Linked DNA regions of Oryzias latipes: region 1 is linked to region 2. The links are chromatin contacts, called in public Hi-C maps. All regions are on one chromosome and are shown on one strand. The core of a region is the stretch at or near the end of the contact, and the rest is flanking DNA. Distances in the headings are between cores, read along the strand shown.

Region 1 (4,948 bases), core at 1,684-4,183, 110 kb after region 2:
TTTATATGTTAAAACCCTGATATATTATCATATCTAAAGGTAATCTTAATTGTTATTAATACTAGGAAGGTTTTGACAGAAGCATAGTCTTTATTAGGGATGACACAATCCTAGTCATAAGCGGTTGGATAGCTCAGTTGGCTGCATATATGACTGGCACATGGGGAACCAGGGTTTGTCTCCTAGAGGGCGTGATGAGCTTCATGAAGTGTCATTGGGAAAGACCTTTCACGCTACTGCCTAACTATGTAGCCACAAGGGGGCGCAAGTCTGTGTCTCCCTGTGCAGGTCCCCAGCCAGTATAAAATACAGGGTTGTGTAAGGAAGGGCACCCAGCGTAAAAACCCCTGCCAAACCACCTGTGTCAATCAGTGAAAGCTGATTCGCTGTGGCGACCACCGAAGGGATAAGCCAAAAGGGGAACAACAGGGATTCCAGGATAAACAGTAAGATTACACCGCTTGTGTCAAACACGTGCTAGATTCAGAAATATTTGATATTTATTGTTTTTAAACAGTACAGTAAACCCTTGTTTATCGCGGGGGTTACATTCCAAAAAGAGCCCGTGATAGGCAAAATCTGTGAAGTAGAAACCTCTATTTTATTTACAATCATTATACAATTAAATACTGTATTATATATTGAAAAGAAAGAGCAAACCATTGTACAGGCTCAAGCATTTGTTTCGCTAATTTAAGTACTTTAAAACGTTTTTTTCAATAAATAACTTCTGTACTGTCAAATAATAATTTTAATCATTGATGTGAACAGAAGGCTTCAAATCGCGGAGATTAGCCCCGCCCACCGCGACCCGAGTAATTGGATTAAACAGGAGAAAATTAAAAATGATTATGAAAAAATACAAAGTACAGTGGGACAAATAGTGACTCAGGTGTATTTCACTGGTCTTCAGACTGAGCCGCTGCATCCTGACTCCACTCTGCAGTGTTTTCTTCTTTTGAAGCCCGCGGTGCAGGTGTGTTTGTTCGGGAGAAGAACACAGTGATAGGCAGTTGTTGTCGCTCTTTTTTCTTCTTTGAAAAAACATCCTTATACACCGACATGCCACCATCAAGAGAATTTGCACGTTCACAATATAAATTTGACAAGCTGTTTTACGTACGTGTACATTTAATTGTTAAACTGCAACGTTATTGACGCACAGGTAGAGAAGAAGCAGAGTGACTTTTTAGCCAATCAGAATGCAGAACACAATGCACGATGCAAATCCGTGAAGTAGCGAAACCGTGAAAAGTAAACCGTGTTATAGCGAGGGATCACTGTACACCAAGCATAGTATGGGCCGACTGAAAGGTTTTTCTTTATCATTACTTACCTATTTGAAAATAAAATTAAAAAATGTTGTTTTGTAATAGACAAATCATCCAAATTGTGGGGACATCCATCCATCCATCCATCCATCCATCCATCCATCCATTTTTTTACACATTTTCCATGAGTTTTTCTTTTACAAACCGAAGTTGAATTTTTTGTTCATCCTAAAACCAAAACCAAGGTATTTTTTCTCCAAGTTGCTTTGATCGCTCATGGATTGATCAACTCCTCTCAAATGTCCCAACAGATAAAGAACACTTGGATTCCTACGTTCTAAGAGAAGCAGCTGTTTTTGGACTCTTGTCCAGCTGCACATCAAAAGAAATAGGATTTTTTTAACACTGCAACTAAGAACTTGAAATAACCCCAATCTTGTTCATACAAATTCAAAATCTTGACCATGTCCATATTCTCTTGCCGTTTTTTCTTTTATGTGGTTCTGCAAGGAAACAGTCTCTAACCTTTAGGGTTTCTCCTCCACTACAGTAAAAGTATGTTCTCATGTCACTCCTAAAGAAATTGGTTTTAAACTGTTGACACAAATCAGCTCAGCAGCTGTTTCTTGACAGCATCATATTATTAATGTATTTTCATTGCCACTATGGTTAGTTTATCGCACACGGATGGCTATTTCCTTTCACGAGTAGTCATCGTTGAGTCGTTCCTCTTGAATCTGCCCATCTTTTAGCCCCTCAGAGAGTCTCGACCCCTTTTCCCCCTGCGCTCCAATGGATATCCCAAATGGAAAACACGTGGCGGGATTTGTCATTTGTTAACACTCGGTAGAAAGAGTGAAACAGGCCAGGGGGATGGCTCATCAGGAACACTCATTCAGGATGATGAATGTGGCCAAATACACATTTGTCCATAAAAGTTGCCGAGAGGATCAGCATCATTAGGCATGAGGAATAGGTGGAACCCGCTGAGAAGTGAATGCAGAAAACAGATGCTGCAGATTTTCACCAGCATCTTTCATCTAGAGTACCATCATTAATAAAGTTGAAGGTGATCCTTGTGTTTTCATCTAATAAGAGCAAATAAAGTATGGTGAGACTCTCAGGAAATTGCTGAATAAACTGAATATTGCCATGGCTTTTTAAACAAAGATTCAGAGTGATCTGTTTGGCTCGGTGTCATTTTTAGTTACTCTGTGAGTTGGGTTGTGTGTGTTCAGCATTTACTAAGCAGAATATTGTTCTTTTGTGTTTTTTCTTGTGTAAATTTGTGTTTTGCGTGTTTTTTATGAAAAAAAACTTACTACAAATATTTATTATATTCCACTTGGGCAATTTAGTTGACCCCAATTACTTTAACAGACTAAATACATTTGGGAATAATGGAAAAATTGTTTGTATGAAATCAAAGCCAATAAAAATAAATCAATGTAATAATGCCAATAATCAATGTTTTGTGCTGATTAGATGCAGCTGATTACACGTCAGGTGACTGAGCCCCATGTTTTAGCTGCTTGGCTGTGTTGTAGAGGGGTTCCATCTTTGTCAACCCTGTCTCATCTATTAAACGGGCCCAGACACAGAAGCTTTACCATGAATAATGCTTCAGGTCCATATAATCCCAACACCTATAAATCTTAATAGAGGTCCCAAGATTTCAAAGGGGGCGGCCACATTTCTTTCCCACCCTTTCCCAGCTCTATTCCTCCTCCCATGTGAAGTCTCCAATTTTCTCCCCACCTACGAAACCCATGGTGACTCAGATTTGCCCGTGCCATGATTTACCTACCAACCGGATTACATGCACATAGCTCATGCAAATCAATAAAAACATGTCAAGATTGCTTAGCTGCCTGTGGTTCGCTAAATGCAATTTATCACTCAGGGAATCAGGTGTAGGCTAACAAATGGAGTCTGATCATTTGAATTGGACCTGTTGTCAAATGCTTGAAGAGTGCATTTTTCATTTTCTGTACAGTAAATTGACTTGGTTGTGTGTTTGTTTCAAAGGGATTTGTAGAATCATTGCCTTTAGGATTTCATAGGGAAATGTGCACTTTGGTGAACTGTAGTGTGGTGTTAACTGCCATTCCCCAATCAAACCGGCTGTCAAACCACAGTGTATTTTAAAAATCTCATTTATTTAACTACAGAAAAGAACAATTAGCCTAAATAATGAATGTCAGTGTGGTCATGGTGTGCACGTTTGAGTAACTGATTGTTCTTAATCCAGAACAATGGAGCTTGTTTTAAATTACATTGTAAAATCTTTCTAACTTAATTATGTTAACAGGCTTTGAAAACACGGAGAATTCTACATGAGCTTCTCTTAAGTGTATCTAATTTGCCAGCCAGCAGACAGTTATCAGGAATGCTGTGCATCATCTTGTCCTTGCATTCTGATCTGTGCATGTGTGTGTGTGTGTTGCTATGATGAGCACAGATTTCTCTTGACACCCTCTGAGATTTCTCGCTTTGATATGTCCATGTATGCCTCCAGGCTGAGGCTGGTCAACATGATGCCCTCCGATTCTCCAAATTGAGCCTGATTAATATTCATTATTGATAAATTGGCAATATGTCACCTTTGAATTGCAATTGCTGTGTCTGCAGAAGAGGTCCACTTTTCTAAACTGCAACATAAAAGATTTCTCCGTGTGTATTTCAATTGACAAAAAAAACTTGACAAGTTCTGTTCATGGACCATCGTTTTTTCTAGGCCGTGCTAATGTTGCATTATGCAGAAACAGTCGTTTACTGAACTTTGTGTACTGTTTCAAACCCCACATGTGTTGGATTCACTCTAAAAGTTCCACAGCACCTCAGCCAAGTGCCACAAACTCAGAATGAATGTGCACTCTGTTGATTCAGACACTTTTGTGTTGTTCCAGTAAATGCCTAACAAGCAGTTCTGGACTTCAGTCCCATTTACAGAGCTCATTCAGTTACAGGGCAACATTCAGTGAAAGCGTTTCTGAAAACACTGTGGTGAACTGCTTTGCATCTCACCCCCCTCTTCTTTTAGAGATAAATTAGCACTTTCTAAATAATGTACTGAACCCTAATTCTCTTTGATTAGTAGCAAGTTAGATGGTTGTGACCCATTGAAATTGGTCATCAACATAAATAATGACCAAATGAACTGATAAAATGCAGAATTGCCAACCATCATAAATCAGATGGAACCACTTGGTGTAGAAGTCATTGGAATTAGAAGTCCATGCTCCTATTAATTATGTTGGCTTGCTGCGCCGAAATTGTTATAAATCAGTTGTGAAAGGTACTCCAGTCGACCGGCCTGCCCAGAAAGGCCTGCTGCCTGCAAATGGCTTTGTATACCCCCTAATTGTTTCTTAAACAAGCCACCTCTGGAGAGGAGAGTTGATGGACAGAGTTTAAGAAAATAATTAAAAACATGGTTTAAGGTTGCAGTGCATAAACCATACTTGGAATCTACACGTCGTCACTCTACTCCTAAGACAACCCTTATTAAATGATGTATAGCTATAGTAACTGATATGATAACAGAAGGAAAAAAAATGTTGTCAGGTTGAATTCTGTCTAAAATATGTTTCCATTTATCATTTTTCCAACAGGTTTTCTCGTTCACATACATGTGAAATTTTTTGTATTTATTTTTGATTTTTTTTGTGACACTT
Region 2 (5,756 bases), core at 3,119-5,618:
TAAAAAAAAAAAAAAAAAAAAAATTCGCTTTAATATTAGTCATTTTATCCAGCATTCAATATATAAAAAACCTTCTAAATGATATGAAACAGCAACACTGATGCAACATCCACTGTTATTCCCTGGGTTGCCACTGCTGGGATTAAAGGGGTGTTATTGTTCTGCAGAGCTCCATGCACACATAAGCACCTTTAGCTCTTGACGGACAAAGTGAATATGTACTTTAGTTCTCCAGCATACTCTGAGCCCCCATGTTGTCTCCTCTCTGTGTCAAACCTCCACAGTGAGGGGAGGTGGAGTGGGGGGGTTCTTGGTAATTCATGCACACATGTGCCTGCCTGTTCCTCCAGTGACAGGGCCAGGAAGGAGGGGCACATGATAAATTGCCTTCCACCGGGGACCTCCGAGCACAGCCACCATGATGTGGGTAAAAATGGAAATTGCTCCCTTTCACCGTCATTACATCAGTTTAGGACGCGTGTGGGCCGCGATATGCTTTCTTTTTTTTTCCAACCCCCCCCCCCCCTTCTTTTAATCGGACAGAAAGGTCGGCATGAGGAGACATTCGTCGTGATAATGACGATGATAACTGGAGAACAGCTGGATCCATGGAGACACTTGGAGATAAAGTTCATGTAAAGCCAGCAAGGATCGATCCTTCTGTCACAATTTCAAGGCCCTTCTTTGTTTCTCAAATTTGCTAAAGCTTTAAAATTTAATAATAAATAAAGGTTTGGAATACCTTATTGCGTAATTTGCGCAAAACCCTTTGTCTGGATTTTCTAAAAATCTTGCGTAAATATTTGTTCCATGCGCCTGACCTTGATGGTGAAATTGGAGCGTTTTATGTCATCATAAAAAAAAAATCCCACAAGTTTTCACAGGTCACCCCCATTTAAATGGAAAATGTGCGGATTTAGCGGCACCTCAGATCTAACGCAAATGAAACATAATCGGACAAAAAAAAAATCGAATTTAATCATTTCAATTCTTCTCCTTTTCAACAAGATTAGGGATTTTGTTGAGGGCCCATAGGAAACTGGACTTTTAGTATTTTAACTTAAATGACAAAATGTTTGTAACGTAAAAACGAAAATTATAGATCTATTTTTACGTTTACGATTAAAAAAAACTTCTAAAAATGTAGTTTTTTGAATATATTAAAACATTTTGCGCTAAGAGTTTCATTCAAACCTTCAGGAGCCTTCTTAAAAATTATAAAATCTAATCTGCAGCAATCTAAAGGTCATTTGTGCGTCATGGAAATAAATTACGCACGTGTGTTATCTAAATGGGGTTACAGGCGATTTTCATGTCCACACAAATCAAATTGCTTTTAAAGTTTGTACAAACTTTGTTTGCATGTAAAAACACGAAAAATGCAGAAATTTTAAAAGGCAATACTCCAACAAGTAAATAAAAATAGGTTTTGACTTTTATGTTTCAGGAAAACAAAATGAGTCACACGGAATTTTTGGAACAGAATTGCTTCTTATTTTTTTCCCAGAATACATACAAAAAAATATCAATTCTCTTTTTATCAGGTACACCTGAAAAATAACGGCAATTTAAAATGTGAACGATTTTTTTTTCAATTTAAGAAACAAACATGCATGTAAATTATTTTTGTTCCTCTCAATGGGACATTTAAATAATAACAAATACAATCATAGCAGTTTCAAATCAACATGAAATGATGACCCCTACGTTAATCAGTATTCTAACATATGCGTGATTTTTTTCTTCCACTTTTTCCTCTCCGTTCGGTTTCAACAAAATGCACTTTTTGAGTTGCTCAAATATTTTCCATATGCAGCTGTTACCGCCTGCTTTTAAGCCGACATATAAATAAATACAGTTGAAGACCACGGATCCTGCTTAGAAAGTTTAGCGCAGTTAAAGTAAAAGTTTTAGTTGCTGTTTTTCTTTTTTTAATTTAATATTTGCATTCTTGATATTATAAACTTTTCAAAGTCTTTTCCCTCCTCACTGGTATCCCAGCGCAGACGCTGTGGTGAGTCTCTGGCCGTACAGTGCGTAAGGGGAGTAGTATGGGCCGGTGGCTGCGGGGACTGGAACAGGCGCACCGGGAGTTGGCAGGGGACTTTTGGAGTAGGGGTGATAGCGGCTGCTGAGTCCTAACGCGTGATGCGGGCTCCTGAGAGCCAAAGTCCCGGGGCTCCCTGGGGCTCCTGACGGTGGCATGTGCATGTGACAGGCCATGGCCGCCGCAGCGGCGCTGGCCAGTGATGAAGACCCGGGATAACCGGATATCAACTTCTCCGCGCCAGTAAAAGCAGTGTGTGTCCTCAGGTGATTCAGGAGCTCTTCCGAAGAGGAGAAGCGCTTGTCGCACGGTCCGTTCGCAGACACCCAGTTACAAACGTGGGGGAGAGGGTCGTTGGGGAGCATAAAGCCGTAGGGGTACAGGGGGTGTCCGCTAAATGATGGCGCCGAGGAGTGGACCCCGTGGATGGGGTGGGTCGGGTACATTAGTGGGTAGCTGGATTTCAGAGCGTTTGCGGCAGCCGCAGCTGCTGAGTCGTGCGTGCAAGACGCGCCAGTTGCGCCCGCTAAGTGACTGGCACAGTGGTAACTGAGGCAGTAGGGGTCTCTGCACAGGCTGGCTGACATAATGGACGGCGGGGAGGCTCCGGCCAACGGGCTGGAGCCAGCTTTACTGCAGCCCAGGGAGCTAGCCAACTGTGCATTGACCAAGCTGCCTCCGTGGGGCAGGAAGTGTTGAGGATAACCAGCATAGGCCCCCGCCAAGCTGCCCGGATAGGTCATACCAGCTGGAGGCAAAGGAAAAACGGTTTGTCCTGGTTTATAAGGAGAAACTGGCGCCACAAGTCCTGAGCCAAGAACGGACGCAGAGGATACAGAAGTTACGGAGGAAGACTCCGAGGAAGAGGTGGTTTTAGAGCCAGGGGTCGCCTCCTGGTGCTGGTTGACCTCCACGTTAATTCCACCACAGCTCACGCTTATCCTGCTGTGGCTCGTGGTGCCAGGTCCGTCCGCGGAGCTGTTTTTACTACAGTCAGAATCTTTCTTTTCATCCCTGTCTCCGCACTTCCCCTCTGATGGCATGGGAGACGCAGAGGTGCTGGAGTTGGGGCTGCCTGTCCGCGGCGTGAACGGCTGGCAGGTGGCGCTCGGCACTCGGAAACCAGACTTCTCTCCGCCTGAGACGCCCGAAGACGAGTCCTTCTTATCTGCCGGTTTGGAGTAAGGTTTGAAGCTGGACTTGTCATCCACGCCGATGTCGCTAAGTTTCAAAGGGCCGGATTTAGATTCCTTCTCACTAGATCCATTTTGTGTAGCGGAGGATAATTTGGAAGAGGGTGGCGGGTCCGGTTTGCCGATTTGAGAGCAGGTCTGCGCCAGCAGAGCCAACGGACTTTTCTTGGCGTCCAACTGCACAAAACACAGCAAAAAGCAAAAATTTATTTAAAAAAAACATTAAATACATTTTAGTAGTGCAAATCTGAAACGCGCATCGTAAGACGTGCATGAAAAACCCTTTTTTACGCACCGATCCTAAGGGAGTAAAACTAAGTATCGCATCGTTAAAACCTTAAAAACAAGATGCAGACATTTCAGCAAGCTCAAACATATTCTAACCCCCGGAATTAGACGAAATCGCAGGAAGAAAGGGGAAGGGAAACTCCCGAAACCTTTCCACACGTAACGCAAACACACCAACACCCAAAATATTTCAGATAAAAAAAGGAGTTTTCCATACCTCGATGGGGCTAACTGGGGTAGAAGGCAAGGGCTGCAGATATTCCGGGTGCAAAATGTGTCCTGACCGTGCAGTAAGCATTTTTAAAACCTTGATGTGAAGTCGCCTTGCTTGTCGTAGTGGATCAGAAGGAGGTGCGGAGTGGAGAAAAGGCTTGTTGATGCTCGCCGAACTGCTATTCCGAGGACTGCTGCGTTCCCACGCTGCACAAATTTCACTATTTTTCAGGGCAGACGCCGAGGGCGACGTGATCATGTCCCAATTGTCAGGAAATGAGATGGTGATGCTTTCGCCAGTTTCATTAAGAAAATCAGGAGATGTAATCGAGCCTCTCTGGCAGGAAGGAAATGTTTCAAAATAAAGGCAAAATGCTGTAATAATCCCGACTGGAGAGAGGAGCAAGGCGCGGCAGCTGGAAGGAGACGGTGCGAGGTTATCGCAGATCTGCGTCTGCGTCTGGCACCATGAGCGCTGCGCCGTGTGTGCGCCTGACTGCAGGTCCTCCCTCTGTAGTCCCGAAGTACGAACTGGTAGAAATTTTCACTTCAAAAGCAGCTGAATTAGTCAGAGATTAAAGCCTTTGCCGCCTTCCAATCAAATGGGACCCTGAGGTGATTGGAGGGTCAAGGGGATGTGACGTTCTCCGCTTTGTAAGCGCCTCTATTTTGACAGCTCGGGGGGAGGAGATATGGGAGGGGGGAAAATGTGTTGTTTGCAGTGAACGCCGGCGCTTTTGCGGATGCAGTGCGACAAAAACCGTCTCTATAAGGAGTTATTATTTTGCTTTTACAAAGGAAATGTGAAATTAAAGTTAGACAGCATACATACATTTGTCTTTTCAAGTTTATTTTGATGAGTTTTGGCTGTTTGGTGCATCCAAAAATCTATCATTAAATCCTGTTTTTGGGGGGATATTTCTATTAAATGTAGTTGTGTTTGAATGCACTTGGCTGGCATAGATGGTGCGTTTTATTCCTGCGCCCTAGGTGCGCTCTAGTGTGCGTAAACCAGCTCCACCATGGAGCCGTAACCTGCAAACATAAAACCAACCACTTCAGCTTGAATTCCCTAAACAGACAAGCGTTGACAGGAATAGACCAATGTAGTAATGGAGGGATGTGAACGTCACATGTTTTCAGTATAATATACACCGCCCTTCTATTTCTATCTCAACCCCTCCGTCAAGTGTCAATTCTGCTCCACCGCAATCAATCAGTTATTTGTCAGGCGCTGTCAATCCACCCCTTGATTTATGTCGGCTATTGTGGCTGATTACATGCCAGTGTGACTGCAGGAGAGGAGTAAATGGGAGGAGAGGCAATAGACAAAAACAAGACAATAACTTGATGTTAAGGTTGTATTATATTTTTTGCGCCAAATGACTGTTTGAAACAAGTGGGAAAAATAGGACTGAACTTTAAGGAGCACAACTTTCAGAGTTCTTCCTTGGAGGAGGCATATCTGCACAGTGAAAGTTAAATAACTTGCAGACTAGCTCAAACTCTGCAGAAAAGCTGTTAATGTTTTGAAGTGCTTTTGCTGTTATCGGCCGATTGTGGCGTTAACATTCCGCCTTATGGGGAGGGAGGGGAGATTCCTAAAGCCCTAAAAGACGAATAGTTTTAAAATACTTAGAAAAAACTAACATTATTATATATTATATTATTTTGCTTTTCCTTAAAAAGTGGTGCGAATATTTGCCTTTTTTTTTAGAACTTTGTCCATTTGTGCCAAGTAACGCGCATCTACCATTGTGTTGTTAAAAACCTGTCAAATGCCTCGGGCGCACTGTCATCTGCAACGGCAATAACAAAGACAGGGAGCTAAAGAGGGCGGATGGGGGGGGGGGGGGGGGTAGAAACAAGAAATCCAGACACTGCACAGTGATGTCAGCTCGATTTTATTTACATATAATGAAAATGATTTAGTTTCTTTCAGTGGGGAGAATGGGAGTAGGGCAAAGAAAAGGAAGAGAAATGGTCTGTCAGGCCGCTGAGAGGAGAAGTTTCAA

What was found. Hi-C and Micro-C count contacts between places; a contact is called where the count stands out from the background.
Region 1: a contact with region 2 is called in a Hi-C map of gastrula embryo, with 1.5 times the contacts expected there. The contact joins the enhancer-like site here to the promoter of LOC101174213 in region 2. A contact is called at or near these places in 2 of 5 Hi-C or Micro-C datasets (fibroblasts and gastrula embryo).

Annotation. Positions count from the first base shown.
Region 1 is chr15:20,910,953-20,915,900 of ASM223467v1, forward strand. All of the region lies in intron 2 of lrmda (leucine-rich melanocyte differentiation-associated protein), which reads left to right. Among protein-coding and RNA genes, the nearest start is that of lrmda, 100 kb to the left of the region's middle. Within about 2 kb of position 2,934, at least 1 of the 8 cell types and tissues checked has an H3K27ac peak or open chromatin away from gene starts, as enhancers often do.
Region 2 is chr15:20,797,395-20,803,150 of ASM223467v1, forward strand. It overlaps LOC101174213 (zinc finger protein 503), which reads right to left and starts at 4,369. Exons shown (of 2, transcript XM_004077102.4): 1 at 3,746-4,369; 2 at 1,472-3,417. The coding sequence starts at 4,000. The coding sequence ends at 1,987.